Linked DNA regions of Mus musculus: region 1 is linked to region 2. A link is a contact called in public Hi-C data. All regions are on one chromosome and are shown on one strand. The core of a region is the stretch at or near the end of the contact, and the rest is flanking DNA. Distances in the headings are between cores, read along the strand shown. Region 1 has its middle 59 kb from the start of Gmds. Region 2 overlaps Gmds (GDP-mannose 4, 6-dehydratase).

Region 1 (6,462 bases), core at 1,137-3,636, 130 kb before region 2:
CCATGCTGCTGTTCATCACCAAAGGAAGTCAGGACTGGAACTCAGGCAGGTCAGGAAGCAGGAACTGATGCAGAGGCCATGGAGGGATATTCCTTACTAGCTTGCCTCCTCTGGCTTGCTCAGCCTGCTCTCTTATAGAACCCAAGACTACCAGCCCAGAGATGGTCCCACCCACAAGGGGCCTTTCCCCCTTGATCACTAATTGAGAAAATGCCTTACAGTTGGACCTCATGGAGGCATTTCCTCAACTGAAGCTCCTTTCTCTGTGATAACCCCAGCTGTGTCAAGTTGACACAAAACTAGCCAGTACACAGTAGATATAAAATTTGCTTTAAAATAATTCTAAGAGAATGAATGAATTAAGCCGTTATAGAATATAAAAATTAACACACCAAAATGTGCTGCATTTAGGAACATTGACAATGAACAATCTGAAAAGGAAATCAAGAAAATGACTCTGTTTATAACAGCATCTAAAAGAATTAAAAAGTTGGAAATTAGTCACAGCAGTAGGAAACTGCTATACTAAAACCCACAGAACACTAATAAAAGAGAAATACACAGAAGGACCTCCCTGTTCATAGACAGAAAGATTTAATGTTGTCAGAACCGCAGAAGTAACCAGCATTGTAAATCTGCTCAATTCTACTGAATTACACATTTAAAATTGTTTAACTGGCATACTTTTATTGTATACGTTTTACCACAGCAATAGCAATATAGAAGAATCGCTGTGCTAACCACAGATCAGAAAGCTGACATTGGTCTGTGAAAATGTAAAATGAAAAAATGCACAGCTAAGACCTTGCCCAAGCTACTGAACTGAAGTGAGGAGAGTTTTGCCATGTTGATTAGGCAAATGGGGGCGGGGGGAGGCAATGACTGTGTCACAAAAAGTAGAAACCTATTTTATTTCACAATGGATGCAAATTAATTTCTCCTATAAAACCAAGGTATACTAAATAAAAAATTATTTAATGACAACATTTGTTTTATCATGCCTGAGTGATCACGCACCAGAGTGTTCACTCCGGGTGTGTACTACCCACATCCCCTGCATCCGTGTTTATTTGCTCTATTTTTTAAAATGCTATTAAGTAAAAATTAGGTAGAGATTCATAAGGCTCAGATATATAAAAGATTATCTTTAAAATTAGTTATTTTAGGGCTGGAGAGATGGCTCAGGGGTTTTACAAGCACTGATTGGTCTTGCAGAGGTCCTGAGTTCAATTTCCAACAACCACATGGTTGCTGACAACCACCTGTAATGGGATCTGATGCCCTCTTATGGTGTGTCTGAAGACAGTGACAGTGTACTCCTATACATAAAATAAATAAATCTTTTAAAAATTTTAGTTATGTTAATCCAATTCCCTATGTAACAGTATTTACTCTTATCCCTGCTTTTACTTTTGAATTCAACCCTTGGGAGGTGTATATTTGTTCGTGTGTGTGTGTGTGTGTGTGTGTGTGTGTGTGTGTATGTGTGTGTGTGTTTTCTGTGTCAAATGTGTCTGACATGTTCCACCATTTTCATCCTCCTCACTCCAGTAGCCTGGGCAGGCCCTCAGCTCTGCAACTCACTTTCCATTTACTGCTGTCCTGACAAAATTTGAAACCATCTAAGGCCTGGACATACCTAGACATAAACTCTTTAAATAACAAGGTGTTTAAATTGTGCTTTAAGGAAAGCCTGAAACAGACTTTTCATGAATGGACACATACAGAGCCTTCACCCTGTCTTACCGAGATCTGAATCCTCCCATCCTTAACATGATAACTTCTTCCAAAGAAATATGCAGCCTGGGACTGTAAGAAGACATGGTGCTGACACCAAGACAAGGTCAGTGTACTGGCTAGTTTTGTGTCAACTTGACACAGCTGGAGTTATCACAGAGAAAGGAGCTTCAGTTGAGGAAATGCCTCCATGAGGTCCAACTATAAGGCATTTTCTCAATTAGTGATCAAGGGGGAAAGGCCCCTTGTGGGTGGGACCATCTCTGGGCTGGTAGTCTTGGGTTCTATAAGAGAGCAGGCTGAGCAAGCCAGGGGAAACAAGCCAGTAAGTAACATCCCTCTATGGCCTCTGCATCAGCTCCTGCTTCCTGACCTGCTTGAGTTCCAGTCCTGACTTCCTTTGGTGATCAACAGCAGTATGGAAGTGTAAGCTGAATAAACCCTTTCCTCCCCAACTTGCTTCTTAGTCATGATGTTTGTGCAGAAATAGAAATCCTGACTAAGACAGTCAGTTAGAGTCTGTAGGGAATCATTTTGAGAAAGCTGAAAAAAAATAGCTCTCAGAAAAGGAACAGACACTCAGAACAGCTGGGGGGAAAGGCCATTCCCAGAGCAGCAGCAGCAATAGCAGAAAGAGAAACCACAAATATCCTGCTCCTACCCCACACTCTCCTTGGCACTCGGTGCACAGCACTGGCAACTGACAGAGCAGGCACAAGACATCATTTCAAAAAGACCTCTCACTGAAGCTCAGAAGCCCAAGACCATCTGTGTACCTCATTTTTGGGAAACTCAGACAAAGTGGAATGTGGATATCTGATAAACAAAACCCTGTGAGACTGTAGAAGAGAAACTAAATTATACCTAAATAGCATTCTGCACGCCAAAAATCTGATGGACCTGAAGTACACACTGAATTTTCACACAGACTCCAAGTAGCACAGAGGACATCGGCAAGAGCTGCACAGGGGCAAAGGCAGTATGCACAGCCGGAGCCCTACAACAATTTGAAGAGGAGTGACCAGATCTAGATTTGTCTAGACTCTTCCTGAGAAGCACAGTCACTGGACTGGAAAAAAATCTGTAATCCATGTGTCCAGAGAAAGAGTTGGGGGAAAGAACAGAATTGCTACATTCAGAAGACCTCTTCAAGGGACAGAGAAGGAACACAAGAGAATCTCGCCCATTTTAAAGCCAACAAACAGGCCTGTTTGTTTTCATAGCCTATATCTCCCATGATTCCCCAACCCTCAGCCCATTTCTTTTTCCTTCTGTATCTATCCTATCCATGTTTAATGCCCAAGGTCACTTTAGCAGGTCATCTTGTCCTATTTTGCTAAACTTCCTGAAGTAGAAATTCCTGAGGATTTTTTTTTGGAGACCCAGTTGTGTCATGTGATATTTTTTGGAAGCTGTCTTATGAGAGGATATTTTGCTGTGGCAGCCCCTTGAGAGGATGTGTGATGTTTGGAAAGAGTATAAGTAGAATCCAACAGACAGTGAGCTATGCTCTTGCATTGGTTCCCCTTGCAATGCTTTGCTGGTCTTCAATGATGATGCTCTTGCATTGGTATGGTGGGCTAGAAGGGAGGTTGAAGCATTCTAGAACCCTAAATAACATGGGTTTTAAAAAATTCTAAGCCTACAACTTCCCTCCCAGGGGGAGATGTAATTAATATCTACCCCTTCTCCTAAGGTTTCAATAACAAGCCAGGGCACAATTCCACTGAAGTTCACTCTGAAGAACCAAGTGGCTTTTTGGACTCCCTTACAAGGCACAAATGAAGTGCTACGTACAGGAATGTAGATTCTACCACCACTGCACACATGCCAATGGATCCCACCTAAAAAGCCTTTACCAAATAGGGATCAGGACATATAGAGGCATAGATGTTGCCTCTAGCTTTTAGTTACCCCCAACCCCACCAATAAATTTAACCCCTCCCTAAGATTCATATAAATAAGGAAGAGTTGTGTTGCTTACAACAGGTGGTAGGTAGGAAGAGACCAGTTGCTTTGGTAAAGATCTGGCAACCCTCTCCATTCCTCCATTACTGGATGGTAACAATTAACAATCCCAGATAGGGTAATCATTTTGCAAAGGATGCATCAGAAATCCAAAACATGGCAGCTGTTTGGCTAAGAGGACCATCACCCAAAACACCCTATGTTGTAGCCCCAAACCCTCATTCTTTTTTGATTTTTTTTTTCCTCCAAAAGAACAATCTGGCCTGATTTGCAGGGCACCTGAGCCTCAGCCTCCCGGGAAATGGGACTGTCCTCTGTTGTATGGTAGTCCTCCCTCTAGTCTACTTCTAGCCAAAATTCCCTCATCCTCATTTCTAGTGTTTCTAATATCCCTCCTATTAATATCATCAAGCACTTTCTCCTGTCACCCAACTGCTAGTCAATTGTCTTTTATTAATATTTTTTAAAAGTATGTGTATGGGTGTTTTGCATTGTGTATATCTGGGTACTACATGCACACTTGACATTTCTTGTTCTATTTTGGTGCTTCTTGTAATGTTTACTTGGTCACTTTTTATGGGTTTCATTTCTCTGCATTGGTAATTCTCCTTTTAAAAGCCTATGCCTGAGCCGGGTGTGGTGGCACACACCTTTAATCCCAGCATTTGGGAGGCAGAGGCAGGAGGATTTCTGAGTTCGAGGCCAGCCTGGCCTACAAAGTAAGTTTCAGGACAGCCAGGGATATACAGAGAAACCCTGTCTCGAAAAAAAAAAAAAAAAAAAAACCAAAACAAAATAAAATAAAAAGCCTATGCCTAGATGTTGTGTCCGGCCAGCGGCTCACATGTCTGTGAACCTGGAAGAGAAGACGGGCTAGGAGGTTTGAGAGGAAGATGTAGCTAAGACAGTCATTCTGATCAAAGCTCAATTTTATTATCCCGACAAGCAGTTATGAAGGAGGGGAAGGGGCCCGATTCCCACTAAATAATCCTGGAGTCCAGTAGCAGGGTGACCACATGTATGACTCTGGAATAGCAAAGCGGTAGGCTCCAGCAGTGGGCATGGCAGAATGATTGAGTGGCAAGTTCCACCCAGATGTAAACAGTGAAACCTGAGCAAGCAGGTTTCAGGCTGGGGAGGGGAGGCTACACCTAGGGGCTGGAGAGATGACAAGAGCACTAGCTGCTCTTCCAAAAGATCCAGGTTCAGTTCTAGCACCCACATGGCAGCTTACCACTATCTGTAACCCCTGTTCCAGGGGATATGACACCCTCATACAGACAAACATGTAGTCAAATCATCAGTGTGCATAAAATGAAAATAAATAAATAATTTTAAAAATAAAGACCTGTGCCTATGGTTATTATACAGTCTATACCTGATTATTTTCCCATTTAAAAGTTTTACATGTCCAGTTGTTTCTGTCCCACTTCTGCAAATGACACACTCACTGTATTAGTCAGGGTTCTCTAAAGTAACGAAACTTATAGAGAGATTCCTCTCTTTCTCTCTACGTGTGTGTGTGTGTGTGTGTGTGTGTGTGAGAGAGAGAGAGAGAGAGAGAGAGAGAGAGAGAGAGAGAGAGACTACATCTAACCCAGATCTTTGAGATGGGAAAACACAGGCACATACACACACTCACATGGGATTTATAAGAATGACTTACATACAGGCTTCAGTCTAGCTGGAACAATGGTTGGCTATGAAAAAAAAAATCCAAGAATCTAGTAATTGCTCAGTCCACAAGGCTGGATGTCTCAGCTGGTCTTCAGTATTTACTGGAACTCTGAAGAAGTAGGCTCTAATGCTAGTGAAGGAAAGAACTTGTTAGCAAGATGAGAGCAAGCAGGTAAAGAGCAAAATCTTCCTTCTTATAGCTCCTTATATATGATGTCATCAGAAGGTTTGGCCAGGTTAGATCTGGATTAAAGATTTCCAACAAAGGTGTGTCTTCTCTCCTCAAGATCCGGATTACGGGTGCGTCTTTTTCTATCTCAAAAGATCTGGATTTAAAGTGTGTTTCCCTACCTCAAAGATCTGAGTTAGATGTGGTGAAGTTGACAACCAAGAATAGCCATCACTCATACTGTATGCATGATTTTGTTTTTTGTTTGTTTGTTTGTGGCATTTTTCACTCTGCTTTCCAGGATCGTCTCAAAGCCCTGAGCAACAATCACCCTGTCTCACCTTCCCCAGAAGGTGGCATACATTGCCATGGCTGACAATTTTTAAGGGATGTGCTAAAGATTATTCATGAAAATAATGTGTGGAGACCTTTTAAGAGCTAAAACAAAGAGATCTCCACCCAGTGCCAGATCCCCAGTGGTTCTAAAGTCTAAGGTGCTCATAAAAGAATGTTATCAAATTGTAACTTGCATGCAATGAAATGTGTATGCTCTCAGTGACTTTTGGCAAATGCTCAACACTGTGGAACCATCACTGTCTCATATACTTCATTTTTCTCTTAGAAATCTCTTCTGTGTTTGTTCCTCAGCCTTCAGTAACACACACACACACACACACACACACACACACACACACACACACAAAAACCCTAGCCTGGGCTGGAGAGATAGCTCAGTGGTTAAGAGCATTGACTGCTCTTTCAGAGGTCCTGAGCCCAATTCCCAGTAACCACATGTGGCCACAAAGTTCTGTAATGAAATCTGATGCCCTCTTCTGGTGTGTCTAAAGAGAGCAATGATATATATATATATATATATATATATATATATATATATATATATATATATATAT
Region 2 (6,733 bases), core at 1,530-4,029:
AAACTGGAAAAATAAAAACCCAAATCTGCTCTTTTATGTTAGTAATAAATTTCTGCTTTTCTAACCAGACTAGTGGTTTCAAGTTCCAAATGTATAAGAAAAAAAAAATGATGGGAAAAAACACTGAGGACAGATACCTACTGTTTGATTCTAGCTATAGAAAACCACAGTCTTGATTTATGGCACCCTAGTGCCATGGGAGGAGAGTTTAAAAACCAATGAACTTGCCAAGTCAGTACCTTTCCACTAATGCAAAAGTGGCCTCCTATGCTGTGGCTGATTTAGGATTCCAGAGACATGCAGTTGGGGGCATACACAGGCCTGGACCTCGAGTAGTCACACCGTGGTCAGGTAGTCTTTCTGTTCCTTAGAAAATTGACTGAATTGTTTATATTTCTTAAATGTATATCCTTGCATTGCTCAGGAGCCAGTTTAGTCTCAAGAGATTTTGTTTATGAACACAGTGACCTTATCAGGCATAGACAATTTCCTGTGTTATTAAGATGTTCCTTGGCAGAATATTATTTTTCTTGGTGAACATATCATGGTATAAAACACGCACAGAGCCAGATTTTTTTTTTTTGAGTGAATTAGCTGTATTGTCATTTATCTGTTGCAGATCTTGTTTTTGAGTTTACTGACAGCCACTCCTGTAGTTAGTGACTTGCTTGGATGAGGTTTTGGCTTTCTCTCCTTTTATTCTGACTTTTAGCAGCCTGAGTCATAGTCAGGAAGTCCTCTGAAGCCAACCTTTTAGCTCTTATTTTTATTTCAGGGACACTTTAGGAAATGGTAACTCTGCCCAAGACAGGAGTGTTTGGTTTTTCTATGGAATGATAAAGATCTTGTTTTGTGTCTCCAGTACGAGTTCTCCTTCTATCCTAGAACTTGGTCTGAGGGGTGTGATGGAGAGCAACAGTTGAAGTTGTGTTTCCAGATTCTCAAGGGTATCCTAAGAGGAAAAAAAAATCCAAAACCAACCAACCAATCAACCAACCAACCCCCAAACTACTTTGAAGCTTCCTTGGGAATCCACCTCCTGCCATATATGGAGGTCTTGCTGGTGCTGCTTTTCACATCACTTTGTGGCCATGTTTCATCAGTGAGGTTAACACATATGTAGAACTAAATGACAGTCATTCTTCAAAATGAATTTAGCATAATACTTTTGACAAATATTAATTTAAAATGTTTCAAAGAAAGACTTCTTTAAAAATTCAGATTACATGATTAACAGAAGTGTATATTTGGAGAAGTTATTTGTAATTTTTTTTTTTTTTTGATTTTGCAGTCTGAGTTTGGCCAGTGCTATGTTAAGTTCTTCATATGATTATTCCAGTAGCTGCAACTGAATTACATTTTTGGTACTTTTTCTCTGTGATTTAAAAAAAATTTTTTTTTTGTAGAATTAAATTGTATAAAAGAATATGGTAGGAGAAGGTGTCAGACCTCATTTGAATCTTTTGTCTCTTATAGCTCGTAATTGTTCCTTCTTCCTTCCTTTCTTCTTTCTGTGATCTCTGTCCTCTTAAAAGACTAAGTTTCATGATTCCCAGTGTAAGCAGGCACGTTTGTGAAGAGTAGCTAAAGGCTCTAATTGTCCTCATCTCTGATCCTGTCAGGAATGAGTTAATTAGACACCTCATTTATGCCAGCCGAGAAAGAAAAAGCTGTAGCCTGGCTGGGTGTGTTGACTTGAGCAAAGGAGGCCTGTGTGAAGGTTGCAGGAGTGAGAGCTATTAGTCACAGAATTTATCAAGCTTCTCCCCTAACACTGAGGGGAGCCATGACAACTTAGTGGTAATCAAATGGTCCCCGAGTTTCCTGAGCAGTTTATGCTATGCAAACAGTTTGCATTCATGCCTCTTACTGAGATTTGGAAGTTCCTGTACTATGGTTTTCTGGATATTGTCACATTCATATAATTGAGAGGTACACCATTTTATTTTGACGTCTAGATGGTAGTTGTTTGAGTTATTGGGAAATTTTGGTTGACGTTTTTCTTTTTCTTTTTTTTCATTTTTCAGGTGAAACTAAATATCACAGGACATACTTATATTTTACTTTTGCATTATAATTTTACCATTTTCCAGAAAGTGTTTTCTTATTCTAAATTAAAGAACCATTACCTGTCTGACGGGGGAGTTAGATGTAAACTGAGTTGGAATTTTGGTGACTGGTGTGTGTGTGTCTGTGTGTGTGTGTGTGTGTGTGTGTGTGTGTTACATAGCTAACATATGAAGGGAAAATAGAAGTTGGAAGCAGGAAGGTGATGAAAAGGGCACTGTGGGAGTTGAACATGAAAGAATGGTGCTTTCATAAGGAGAGAGATATTGATGTGGTTTTGGGGACCTGAGGTTTGTTTTTGTTTCAGCCACTATCTTTGTGACAATAGTGAATCAAAACTGTATCAGCAGGCAGGTTTTAATACCCATTTCCAAACAGAGATGTCTCTCTAAGATACACAGGGAAAGGCTAACATAGACTGCCCATATTTGTTCTGCTTCTCATTTTACCCTTGAGGAATGAAAGAATCCCGTGGAGCACTGCCAGCATTAGTTTAGGCTGAAACATATAATTGTATTGGGTAATAAAGGAATTTAAAAATTCCTGTTGTTTTTCCTGTGGCTTTCTTTCACAAATCAGACTAATGGTGAAATACTTTTGCAAGTGTTCTCATTCATCTCTGACTGATGTAAGAATCCTAGTGCCTTGTGGTTTCATAATTACCAAAGCCCTAATTTCTTTGGCAGCTCTTTTCTCTCTGTGTAGATTTTCCTTTTGGCAGCAAAAATGTTTACTCACATGCCATGATTAGTACTGGCATTCCTGGACGGTGGAGGCAGCATCTGCATGCTGATGGATTAGCCACAAGTGAGATAATCTTTTATATACAGGTCAGCAGAATAGCTGCCACTGGTCACTGAGATGAGCTATAGATTTCTGACTGCTTGCTTATGTCTAGGATCATATAGAATGCATCTGAATCTGGTAGTTTTTATTCTACCCTAGAAATTACAGCACCATGGCCATACTCATCAAGTCAAGGAATCTGAAAACATTTGCATGTTTTTGAAGAGTGTTTTCTAGACCTTGCTGTCTAGTAGATGAACAATATCTCCTGAGAGCCAGGGAGACACAGAATCTCTGTTCGAGCCTGGTCCTGTGCTCTAGAAAGTATTGACATTGTAAAGGAGCTGTCCTGTGGTTGCCAGTGGAGGTTTAGTGTGTCTGCTAGTCTCGCAGCAGCCTTCACCACAGCGGAACTACCTTGCAGTGGAAAGGGCAAAAGTTTATTATTTGCATAGCTGGAGTGAAGCAGTCTGACTGGTTCTTGCATGTATTTTTCTTGATAGACATTTGGTGGTCTCTCTTTATTTTCTATAACATTAGTAGAGAAAATCCATGGCATTTGTCTCTTTTATGTAAAATCCTGATTGACTTTTTATTTTAACAAGATATTGAAGGAAGCATGGGCTATTTAGTGTGTGTAAAGAAAATAAAAAATATTGAGAAGAAATCGAAAAGCTCTCAAGCCGAGAGAAAAAAATAGTATTTATCCCAAATAATATCTATATATTTTCATATTAATAGTGATAAATTCTACTCATAGTATTTGTTCTCAGTGATGCTGCAATCTAAAGAAAATTTATAGGCGAAATAATAAAAATCTAAAATACTGAACTTTAAAATAAAACTGAAGTACTAATGCATCTTATTTTCATGTTTACCAAAAAACATTCTATGGCTAAAATTTAAAAGTCAGTTTTAAGTTTCTTGTTAAAGTAAGTGACTGCTTTTGCTTTGAATCTCATTTGTTTACTAGCTCGTCTCACTTCTTATTCACTGATCATGTGCAGGGCTATGACTGTGTAGAGTGCATCTTCATTAGATTTTCATTTGTTTGCTGAGAACATACCTGTGGGAGAAAGGGAGGGAGGGAGGGAGGGAGGGAGGGGAGGGAGGGAGGGAGGGGAGGGAGGGAGGGAGGGGAGGGAGGGGAGGGAGGGAGAAAGGGGGAGGAAAGAGAATGAATTTGTGAGACAGATCAAAAAAATTTGGTCATAAGGTCCAGCGTCCAAAGACATCCACCAAATTGGTAATTACCTTTCATGTCAGGCTATGGATCCACTTAGGTTTTGAAAACTGCTTAGCTTTTTGATTCCTTTGTTATCTATTGATTCTGAAGAAAAAAAAAATAAGTGTCCTTTTGGCAAGTCAGTTCCTGCGGTATTTTGTCTATTAAATATAGTTAACGGAAAACAATAAAGAAGGAAAGAGAAACTTGGCTGTTGGTCAGTGGTTCTTAAACCAGTGATTGTGACCCCTCAGGGGTCAAATGACCCTTTTACACAGTTCATCTCAGACCATTGGTAAAAGGGGTATTTACATTGGTATTCATAATAGTAGCAAAGTTACAGTTATAAAGTATCAATGAAATAGTTTTATGATTGTGGGTAACCACAACATAAGAAACTGTATTAAAGGGTCACAACATAAGAAAGGTTGAGAACCATTGCAGTAAGTAATCGACAATTGATTAGTAAGAACAGACATCCTTATTGTGATAATGCTGTGCTGTGTGGCATTGGGTATGCAAAGGCTCATTGAAAGAAGTTAGCATCTTTCTTTGTTGCCCCCTTTCCAGAGCTTATGCGTGAGAGGAAGGAAAGCATCCTTCACAGAAGAGGCTTACCTTGGTTAACCTTGACTAGGATTGTCTTCTGACTTCTGCAGGTACCACACACATGTGGCACACCCATGCACATAAAGGAAGAAATGAAAAAGTATGACTGTATGCAGTATAAGTCAAAAATGAGGACGTCTTGTGTAATGTTTGATTACCTGTCATTCCTACAACTTTTAGCTCTGTCTATATGAAATATGTTTTTGAACTGTGGGGATTTCATGTGGTTAAGTTTTTTAATATACTAGTCTAAGATGAATCTTAGTGGTTGTAGTTGTTCTCCTCAGTTAGAGGCTTTTACTGAACTTACCTATAGCCAGATAGAGCAGAGCAGAGCATTGTGCTAAGTCAGAAGCTCGGTCCTCGATGGTAAATGCTTTGAAAAGCATCCAGCTTTACCTTGGTCATTTATGTAGCTGTGTTTTATGCATGGATATTGGTATAACTAATGTTCTCACACTCTGAAAAGTGAAGCTAATAGTAAAAGTTTTGGGTGGCACAGACATTGACTGTCTGGAAGCAAGTGCTATAAGCTAAGGTGGAAAAATCTTTTACTGAATTTGAGTTGGAAAAGCGTTGGTGCATATTTGTGGTCATTGCCTTTCTTCCCTAATTTATGTGCCAACATCTGAATTAGAGATCTTAACCACTTCCCATTATCTTAATTTAATTTTGAATATGAGTGCCTTTTAAATGCTAATTTTTGTGTATAAGCATAAATTATTAACAACAATCTGAATAGAAAAGAATTTAGTATGTTATTTTGATACTGAGTAGAATTTTGGAGGTAAAAGAATCCCCAAGTAGAATTATTTTATGTATTCACAAGCTATTTTCCTTTTAGTTCCATAAAAATGTTTACTGGGCCAACAGCTTAACATTGTTTTCCTAATTTTTTTCTCACTACTCTTTTTCTACATTTGTGTATAAAGCCTACCATGAAACATCAAAATCTTATAATTAAAAATTTAAGAATATGGTTGTGGCTTGGGATTATATACACAGCTGGGAAACATAATTAGAGATACTTATGCATGTGAACATTAAAAGTCACCTTAATACATTTTCTTATATTTTACATAAAAGTATAAGACCAAATAGATACAAATTGAAAATCTCTTTCATGAACTGAGGTGGGATGGTACATGCCTGTGATCCTAGCACATAGGGGGTGAAAACAGGCTGTGGGTTCAAGATCTGCTTGGGTTATTTTACATGCAAAACTATTTCGCATCTCTCCTTACTGTCAGCAGAGGGAGGTTCCTTTTGTCAACTTTACCTTACAATGGGTTTCTATAGCAAAACAAACAAAACAAAACAAAAAACCACCAAAAAGCTTTTTGTCATTGGGTGAACAGTAAGCTCTCATTTTCATTTATATTTGTTTCATTTTAAGTAGAACTTAGATCTTTAAATCTATTTATAAGTCCGTTTCTGTATAAGCTTCTATATAAGCTATAATTGTAACTGCCATCTGCCTTGTTTATTTTTTTTGGTGATATGCTTCTTGTTTAGGTGGACAGTAATTTTCCTAATTGTGTCTTGCTTTAAAAAAGTTATTCATGGCTGGAATGTTTTAATGAATTAAAACAAAAAGAATTTTGCATGTAACTATTGCTTGATTAAACAAATACTGGTTTTATATGTGTATCATATAGATAAAAATAGTCATTAAACTGTGTCCATTTGTAAAAAAAAAACTTAGTTTTTGGGCATCTCTTGTTTGCTTTTGACTGTACAGACATTTTTAGTTGTTCTGTCACTCTTTTTCTTTCTTGATATCTGGATTTTGAGACCTGATTAAAATATTCTCTGCTTTGTGGTTATTAGTTCATGCATCAGTTTGTTTCTAGTATCTTAAGTATTTTTCTTGTAAAAAGAGTTTTTATTTTTATTTATGTGTACGTGTCTGAGTGAGTTTGTTACATGTGTACAGGTGACAGGGGTGGCCAGAGGGGGAGTAAGATGCCCTGGAGTTGGATACAGGCAGTTGTGAGCCACCTGATGTGGGTGCTGGGAACCAAACCCCGTCCTCTAGAACAGCGA

Evidence for each region. Hi-C and Micro-C count contacts between places; a contact is called where the count stands out from the background.
Region 1: a contact with region 2 is called in a Hi-C map of the C2C12 cell line, with 1.6 times the contacts expected there. The contact joins two enhancer-like sites. A contact is called at or near these places in 3 of 484 Hi-C or Micro-C datasets (3T3-L1-derived adipocytes, the C2C12 cell line and nephron progenitors) and 1 of 115 datasets of contacts at active chromatin or transcription factors (pancreatic cancer cells).

What each region holds. Positions count from the first base shown.
Region 1 is chr13:32,394,770-32,401,231 of GRCm38.p6, reverse strand. No RefSeq gene overlaps it. Among named protein-coding and RNA genes, the nearest start is that of Gmds, 59 kb to the right of the region's middle. Within about 2 kb of position 2,386, at least 19 of the 459 cell types and tissues checked have an H3K27ac peak or open chromatin away from gene starts, as enhancers often do. A contact at or near this core is called in the C2C12 cell line, where this site is marked.
Region 2 is chr13:32,263,432-32,270,164 of GRCm38.p6, reverse strand. All of the region lies in intron 1 of Gmds (GDP-mannose 4, 6-dehydratase), which reads left to right. Among named protein-coding and RNA genes, the nearest start is that of Gm52055, 33 kb to the right of the region's middle. Within about 2 kb of position 2,779, at least 37 of the 459 cell types and tissues checked have an H3K27ac peak or open chromatin away from gene starts, as enhancers often do. A contact at or near this core is called in the C2C12 cell line, where this site is marked.